Linked DNA regions of Gossypium arboreum: region 2 is linked to region 1. Evidence: chromatin contacts called from public Hi-C data. All regions are on one chromosome and are shown on one strand. Each heading gives the region's core, a stretch centred on a gene start, on an enhancer-like site or on the middle of the called end of the contact. The rest is flanking DNA. Distances are from core to core; before and after follow the strand shown. Region 1 holds the start of LOC108483824 (receptor like protein kinase S.2-like). Region 2 holds the start of LOC108482932 (protein PIN-LIKES 7-like).

The links. A called contact is a pair of places that touch in the nucleus more often than the background predicts.
Region 2: a Hi-C map of leaf shows a contact between it and region 1, with 4 times the contacts expected there. The contact joins the promoter of LOC108482932 here to the promoter of LOC108483824 in region 1. A contact is called at or near these places in 2 of 5 Hi-C or Micro-C datasets (both in leaf).

What each region holds. Positions count from the first base shown.
Region 1 is chr7:34,303,239-34,307,504 of ASM2569848v2, reverse strand. It overlaps LOC108483824 (receptor like protein kinase S.2-like), which reads right to left and starts at 1,467. Exons shown (of 3, transcript XM_017787417.2): 1 at 347-1,467; 2 at 1-40. The coding sequence starts at 768. It overlaps LOC108483498 (exosome complex exonuclease RRP44 homolog A), which reads right to left. Exons shown (of 24, transcript XM_017786939.2): 17 at 4,027-4,138; 18 at 3,448-3,568; 19 at 3,176-3,235; 20 at 2,978-3,083; 21 at 2,790-2,885; 22 at 2,595-2,676; 23 at 2,428-2,493; 24 at 1,810-2,267. The coding sequence ends at 2,054.
Region 2 is chr7:34,451,857-34,456,435 of ASM2569848v2, reverse strand. LOC108482932 (protein PIN-LIKES 7-like) reads left to right here and starts at 2,210. Exons shown (of 10, transcript XM_017786060.2): 1 at 2,210-2,411; 2 at 2,743-2,983; 3 at 3,144-3,223; 4 at 3,299-3,423; 5 at 3,504-3,625; 6 at 3,709-3,927; 7 at 4,066-4,182; 8 at 4,316-4,416; 9 at 4,490-4,579. The coding sequence starts at 2,849.

The sequences.
Region 1 (4,266 bases), core at 218-2,717:
TAGAAATACTTCTTTCATATCAAATCCCGCCTGTGCATAACTGTCAACATAATACCCAATCAAAAGAAAATTACAAAAAAGAAAAGCATAATTGGGGGGACGAAGAACTAGAACATTTCAGCAGTAACTAAGGCAAGGCCACTTTAAACATTTGAAGAAAATAATAATAGTAAAAATAATTATAAGAAACCCGAACTTTCACTGTTTGAAAGTCAAGGAAAAACAAAAATGAAAAAACCCATGCTGATAGGAAACTGCTTTTACGATCCTGTTGATTGTTGTTGCAATTTTCAGAGTACCCTAAACTGAGTAGGAAGAAAGAAGAGGCAAGGGAAGGGAAGGGGACCTGAGAGGCAAGGAATCATAATGCTTGCGGATATTGGAGACAAGCTTCTCAGGCAACTGGCTTCCAGGATAAAGCTGAGTCAAGTTCCGTACAACGGTACCCCAGACCACTTTCCGGCAAACGTCGGCCTTGGAGGAAGATGAAGGGACAGAAGGAACGGGAGGAGGAAGCTGATCACGTGGGGAGGAAGTGTCGAGATTGAGAGAGTTCTTGAGAGAGGCAATGGCCTCCGAGACGTTCCTGCTCAACCTCTGGAACCGTTTGTTCTTGGCGGACGGGGCTTCAAGTTTGGCAGAAGCAGAGGAGGAGGAGGAGGAGGAGGTGTCCTCGGATCTGTCGTTGGAGCGCATCAAAACCTGCTCGACCATGTCGTCATCGGCGGTGGTGGCTCGGCTGGACCAGCACTCGAGGGCTGCAGCCATGGGCGGAGATCCGAGTGACTGAGGTCTCCAAATGGGGGATGGTAATGTAGATGGGAAATGGGTTCAAAGTGAAAGGTAGGGGAGGAGGCGAGGGCGGTGTTGTGTGATCTGCTACAGATGTCTGTCTCCTGCTCTGCTCTGCTATGCTCGTCGTCGTCTTCTTTTTTTTTTTTAATTTTATTTTTGAAAAAATTAATAGTATTTCTATTAAATTAAAAGTGTGTGTGTGTGTTGGATTTCTGACAAAGGAGGGAAATGTGGGGAGACATCGGAATCGGACCGGGGGATGAGGTGACACTCAATGAGTTTGAGCCTTAAGGAGGCTGCCTGCCTATTAATTTGACTTCATTTCTTACTTCATACAATGGAAGCACCACAAAAGGACACACTACATCCTTCCCTCTTTGGTCTTCACCTCTATGCTTCATCCATCATCATGCATGCATACTCACTCCATCATTATCCTCACTATTACCATTTTTACTTGCTAATAATATATCAATCATCTTATTATCTGAGTCCACTAAATTACAAATAAAAAAATAAAAATTTATTTTTCCTATTCATTCTCTTAACTGTTATTTTATCTATCTCTACCCTTATTTTTTTTTTAAAAGAAAAAAATATATATACACTTTGCGTTGCATTTCTTGCTGCAATTTGAGATTGGAAACGGGGAAATGGGCTTTTCTGTAAATTGCGATAGGTGAGAGATGACATGGTATGATGATGGTAGAACGTTAGAAGGGGGGTTCTCTGCCAATGCCATGTGACCCACATTCACGAATCATGTGAAATCAAAACCAATGAAAGAAAAGGGCGGGGGGTGGGTGGGGAGATGTATTTTATGGGCGTGGGGAGATGTATTTTATGGGCGTTGATTAAGGTCAGTTTAGGACATTTATTTCATTGCAGTTTCCTGGGTCCCACATGTTCGATGCATCAACGCATAAAATAATCAAAATGCACATCCACCTGGTTAGTTCTACTTTTTTGTCGCCCTCCCAATGCATTTTTCTACTATCTAGCAGTAATAACAAGTTGTGTTAGTTTATTTATACATTCTTTTTGTTATTGCAAAAATAACATATAGAAATAGGAACACTCACTCCATGAACAAAAATGTTTCTTGTGTCAATCCAACATCAGTTAACCCAAACCAAAGGCCAGTTACTATAATTACCACAACAAGATTCATTCCATTTGCATCTTATATAATAATACAACACTCTATATGACCTAATAAAAGCTCCTCCTTTGTGCATGTTGATGTTATCTTCTACTTCTAGGTAATAAGAGTAAGCTGCAGTTTAGGGCGGTTGGGTTGGGGTTCCACAACCTCCATGTGGATCCTCACTGATTGCAGTACACTGTAGGAAAGGATATTACTATTACTATTGTCCATCTTTACAATCTTCTGCTGCTGCTCGTCCACATGCCACTCCCCGCTTCCCTTCTCTCCTCTGCCTGTCAAGTACACCGGGCCTTCTATTCCATATCTGTTCGTTTTATATAACATACACTCATGTTACATTTTTCTCTACCCAACAAACACAAATGCCAAAACATTATCTTTTCTCGCCTAGACACAGCAGATAGAAAAAGAAAGACACGAGGAACATATACAGATAATCCAGCATAAAGGATCTAAGTTCATACTTGGGCACAAACACAATGAACCCGTTGGACCTTATCTTCACTATTCTGGCTTCTGTGTCAGTGGGCCTGCAGCATAAGATAAAAAAATAAATTCAAAACATGAGCAATTATTCATTATGCTCTATAGAAGGCAGTTTCAATTCCATGGGAGAGGCCAAGGCAGTTACCGTTTTCTGAAGTAAATGAGAGTATGGAGCTCAACAGAGGCCCTGCTTGCCATTTGGGCATTCCTATGTCGATAATTCAGATCTGAAACAGGTAAAATGCATAGGAAGCTGAGAATGGATATCATGGGTATGTGAAGTTTGTTACCCAAATCCATGGGAGCCTCAAAAACAGTATGAAAGGAAAAAAAAACTTACTATCAGCAATGCTAGTTAGTTGAGATCTGTCCTGGAAAACTGGTGGAAGCTTATCGATCCCTAGAGATGCAGCAAGCAACCTGTGCACAATCACATCTGCAAGGAAGGTTCCATACTTGATCAATAGTATCATCAAGTATACATCAGCAAGAAAAGGTAAAGTAACAAAGAAATTTTTGTTCACAAACCTGCATATCTCCTAATAGGAGAAGTGAAATGAGTATATAGGGGCGCAGCAAGGCCATAATGATGATATTCTGAGGGGCTGAGATCCCCACTACAAAAATAAACAGCCTAATTTGAAACCAAGGCAAATTAGTACCAAGTTAAAAAGTGCGTAGGTCAAAATCATCTGGAGATTGAAAAAATTTCCTAGCTAACTTTACCTGTGTCATACACCTAGTTGCCAGTATCCGAATCAACTTATTAAAGTAAGGATCATCACGCTGCAAGGCAATTTTTCTCAGATGTAAGAATCAACTATGAAAGAGAGAGGCCAAACAAATACATGAACATGTCCCAAGTAGCAAAAATGGGAAAAAAAGAAAAGAAGCCAGACAAGCAAGAAGTTGGATGAAGAAATGTCAAGAAAAGGAATCATCTGAGGTGGTAAGTCAGCTGAACTGTCAGACAAATATATAATGAATAGGAACCATACCACAGCACGGTCAAGGGAATCAGCCAATGCCTTTGATGATGAAACATCCAATTCGAGTCCAATGGCAGCAGCAGTGCACAACAAAGGTTCAAGCATTTCTCTGGTGGGAGTTGGATGCCGCCTGAACCAAAAATTAATGTCAGGGAGGCAAGGCCGAGTGTCAGACAACAGCAGTGTCAATGTCAAAGAAATAGCCACTACACTGGAATTTTCCATTGATAATCTGGATTGTTTAAGAGATTACATGATGTATAATAGTGACAATTATCATCCGCTAATGCTAATTTTATGATTAAACACCATCTTGGACCAAGTGGTTCACATTAAAAATACTAACATGCAATCTTATTTATCTTATGATAAATAATTCCAGTGATATAAATTTACGCAGGATCATATACTGGTTGGGATTTCTGCTGGCATTTACAAAAATAAAATAATTTTTTTGAAGGGATAAACCTTATGGTTAAATCATGAAGCACAAACCAGAACTAGACGGTGAATGAAAGAAGAGGTACAATAGAAATGTAAGTCCCACAAGAACATTATAGCAAAGAATTACAGTAAAAACAAGTTTACCTTAGTAGCGAACAAGAAGGAAAACAATCACGGATTTGTTTGGCAACTGAAACATTGGCAGCAAGCATGAATTCCTCAACCATTTGGTTTGCTTCTCGAATCTGATACATGCCTGAATGATTAACTCAGATATCAGACAAAAATTGAGGCATGACCAAAAATGAAAAACATTCTTTCTGGATTTTGGGATCTCAAAAACTATTTAATTTAATTAGTATTGTCTTGATCATAATTTTTAAT
Region 2 (4,579 bases), core at 961-3,460, 150 kb before region 1:
AAGAAATTTTTTATATTATATAAATTTTTTAAAAAATTATATTCAACACCACTTGAAATTACCATTATTTGCTCATTTTGAAAACAATAAGGACTTAATTATTTTGTCAGATGGACCAAATTTTTTAAAATTAAAATGAAGTTGTAAAAATGTTTTATTTTTTTTGACAAAATACAATAATAAGATAAAGTCCGAATAAGAAACGCGACTAACGGGATTTAAACTCAAGTCACATCTAGAGCGGTGAACATCTTTGACCATCAGGCTATCACATGGAGTTTAATTGTAAAGGTGTTTTTATCAAATCTTTTACAAATTATTATGCTTTTATCTAGTTGTTGAGGAATTAAGGGTTTTTTTAATTTAATTGACTCAATAAAATTAATTATTTACAAAAATGACACAAGTCAAAACTTATGTATATAAATGACTCGTTTTCCACAGTGACCGCCAATGCCACTTGACATACCGGTGACATCGCTCCCTTATCATTAGCCAATCATCAATTTTTTAAAAAAATATTTTTTTGTGCTCTATAATTTAATATTTTATGGAAAATCTCTTTTTTGCATATTTGTTATTCTCTTTCCTTTGCCATACTTGATTCTTATTTTCCATAAAATATTCAATTCCATTTTATATCCTTATTTTACATATATGTTATTCTTTTCCTTTCATATATTTGACTTTCCTCTTTCGTCTATTTTATCTTCTCCCATATATATTTATTTCTCATTCTCATCTCATCTAATATTATTATTTTTAAACATTATTTCACTCACTGATGGTGACACTAACAAGCCAAAAGACAAAACCACCTATAAAGTAGACATCGATCACATATTTTCCCTTTATTTTTTGGTTTTTTTCTATTTCAACTGTTTCTTCTTAAGTATTAAAATATATATTTTTATTTTTTCTCCTTAAATACCCATTAATAGGTATTTTAAAAATATATACAGGTGTTGCACGATACAATAATAACAATCAAAAAACATTTTAAAAAATTGATAATTAACTAATGATAAAGAAATGATGCTATCGATATATCAAGCGACATTAATAATCATTATGAAAAATAGATTATTTACATAAATAAATTTTTACTTGAATCATTTTCATAAATAATTAATTCTTTAACATTAGTAGAAGAAAAAGCCGGAATTAGGAGTAATTAAAGCAATTAATTGACACTCAACAAATAGCGCGCATCCATCGTTAAGAAATTGAATAGATAACAGCAAGCGACCATTTTTCATTTATGCCTTCGATGTTTGACAGTTGGCTTAAAAAGCGTCCTTTTCGCTAATTTTATTTTTTAGGTAAATTGTACAATTAGTCTCTAAATTATGTTTAAATTTTTATTTTGATGATTTAATTAAAAAAGTTACAATTTGATCATTGAATTATTCGAAAGTTTTCATTTAAGTCATTAAATTATTTAAAAGTTTTAATTTAAGTCATTGGGCTATTAATTTAAAGAAAAAAAGCTTCACCAACAAGCTTCAAACAATAATTTGATGATCAGTACGGTGGATCAGTACCCATCGATGAATAGAAGAACGTATTTTAGATCCAAGTTGATCTATTGGTCAGCGTCAGAGATCGAGGAAAAAAGCTATTTGAATTTTGGTTTATAAATTCATGATGTCCAAAGTTGTTTCATGAAAGAAAAATAGAACTATAGAAGAAGAGAGAAAATTTCGATTGGTGTAAGTAGTATAAACAGAGAAAATCATATAGCATCAATTGAAAAACCTAGTGAATTAAATAAAATTTTTTGAATATTTCAGTGATTAAATTGTACATTTTTTAGTTTAGTGACCAATAGTGTTATTTACCCTATTTTGTGGGTACTATCCTTTTGGTTGACTTTACAATAAGATGCGGTATGGTGCTTGCTCAACTCACACTTTAACCATGTGATCGAGGATTCGATCTCGCTCATGAGGATAGAGCACATTTTATGGTCAAACGTTTATCTCTTTGAAAAGCATCTACGACAAGAAAATAATTACTATTACATATAGTTGATATTCTGATTTTGAAAAAAAATAATGTAAAAGAAAAATTAAGGACATTGTTTGTCCATGATTATGTAATCTTATCCTAACTATCATTGATCTTCACGCTGTTTCCAGTTGCTATCATTTTTTTATTATTGGTCCTGACCATCCAGCATTAATAGGACCTACCAATATGGTAGAATATTATAAGATACTTACCTTGAACCATAGCTTTTATCCTTTCTCCAGGCCATTTTTGCTTTTTCATCTCCTTCCTCTACAATCTTGTTAGATTGACATAACAATCCGCCTCCAAGCTTACCTTCATCTTGTTGTAAGAATTAAAAGCATCCAAACCTATTTAGCAATCCCATAGCAACGACACAATTACACAAAGGGAAAAGGGTAAGGAGGGCAGGCAGCTAAATTACAATCAGTTGTGACCTTCACCGATCTTTCCTCCACATTGGTTCATATGTCTTTTACTTAACTCCAATTTCCTTCTCTATTACCCTACACCAACAAATCAAATCAAAATACCTTTCTTTCATTTATCTCCCCAACTTAATTTTTTGTTTTCCTTTTTTAACGTCATTGTAACCGTACATCTCCGCTTAATGTTATCTCGCACCCATTGCATTGCATTGCACTGTATCTATCTGTATGTGCCCTCCCTTCCTTTTCCTCCTCTTCTGTTGTTTTAGCCTCACATATATTCATTTGTGCAAACCTGCAGCTACACAAACCATACTCATCATCATTGAAAGAGGGCTGCTGCACTGCACCAAATACATTTTCTGTCTCACTCACTCTCATCTATCATATATAAACAAATTAAAAACATGGGTTTCTGGACATTGTTCGAGGTTGCTTCCATGCCTATCTTGCAAGTACTTATAATCAGTTTGTTAGGCGCTTTCCTGGCGACTGATTACTGCAAGCTTTTCCCAGAAGACACTCGCAGATCCTTGAATAAGGTACTAATTACTTGACTATTTTCATGAATAATCGTTTCTATAGGCGATTAAAGGCAGCATAAGTAGGCTTTTTTCATGCTAATTAGTTAACTTGACTGTAATATCATCATAATATCTTCTTCAGTTCTTAGATTTGTTTATGTTATGTGATTAAACGCAGCTTGTGTTCGTTGTGTTTACCCCCTCGCTCATGTTTGCAAGTCTGGCCAAGACCGTCACGCTCCAAGACATTATTTCATGGTAGGATACTTACATACATGCATATAGACTTTGATGGCTTGGTTTCAATGTGTTTGATCATCAATCAACTCACAGGTGGTTTATGCCTGTAAACATGGGAATCACCTTTCTAGTGGGAGGAATAGTGGGATGGTTTGTGGTTAAGATACTGAGACCAAAGCCCCATCTGGAAGGTCTTATTATTGCGACATGTTCAGCTGGTATGGTCGAAACTTGAAAGAACTTTCAAGGCCCCCTTTTTCCCTACATGTGACTAAGTTGTAGTTGAAATTATTTCTAGGGAACGTGGGAAATCTTCTCCTTATACTTGTCCCTGCAGTCTGCAATGAAGATAGAAGCCCATTTGGAAACCGTGATGTTTGCAACTCAGTTGGACTCTCCTATGCATCTTTCTCCATGGCGGTAATTACACGTGGTTATTTCAAGCCTACAGAAGGACTGATTAATCATATTCACATGTGCTTTAATTTGGGTAATTAATGCAGCTTGGTGGTTTCTACATATGGACAATCAGTTACCAAATGATAAAATCTTCAGCAGTGAAATCCAAAGCACTTGAAGCAGCTGAGGAATTCGTTTCAAAAGTAGAAGCCAACAACAACTTGGATGCCACCGCCCAATCTCAGCTTCTGAAAGAAAGAAACGAGGAAGGTGCTATAACAACAGTGGCAACAAAGGAAGTTGAAGATCCAGAGCAACATGCAGTGGGTAGCCTTGCCTTTTTATACAAATAATTAAGATATAAAGTAGAAAGTAGAGAGGATATAATTAAAAAGTGGTGGCACTACTCTTAATTCATTAACTCTCTCTAGTCTTGGCCTTACAAATGATTGTTGTTGCAGATTGTATCACAAGAAAGTAGACCAAAGCAAGAAGGGAAGGGATTGTTGTGGGTTAACGTGGTGGCCTTTCTTCGTCAGATCTTAAAAGAGCTGATGGCGCCGCCGACACTTGGTGCAGTAAGTTTTTATATTGATTTGCCAAAAACCATCACACAACTTAGTAATTAGTAGGAGGTGGGCATATCTAATAAATAGTTTATGTTTTTGAGGGATAAAGTAGTGATTTACATATATTATGTATGAGTAACAGATTGCGGGATTCGTTTTTGGAGCGACGGTGTGGTTGAGAAAGCTTATAATAGGCGAGGGGGCTCCATTACGAGTGATGCAAGACTCAATAAAACTGCTAGGGTACGCCCTCTTCTCTCTTAATAAAATGTGCATAAGAAAGGGTAATTAAGAAAACAAAAAATGTGCATTGCAGAGATGCAACAATCCCTTGTATCACCCTCATAATAGGAGGCAACTTGATAGGAGGATTAAGATCGTCCAAAATAAAACCATTGGTAATCGT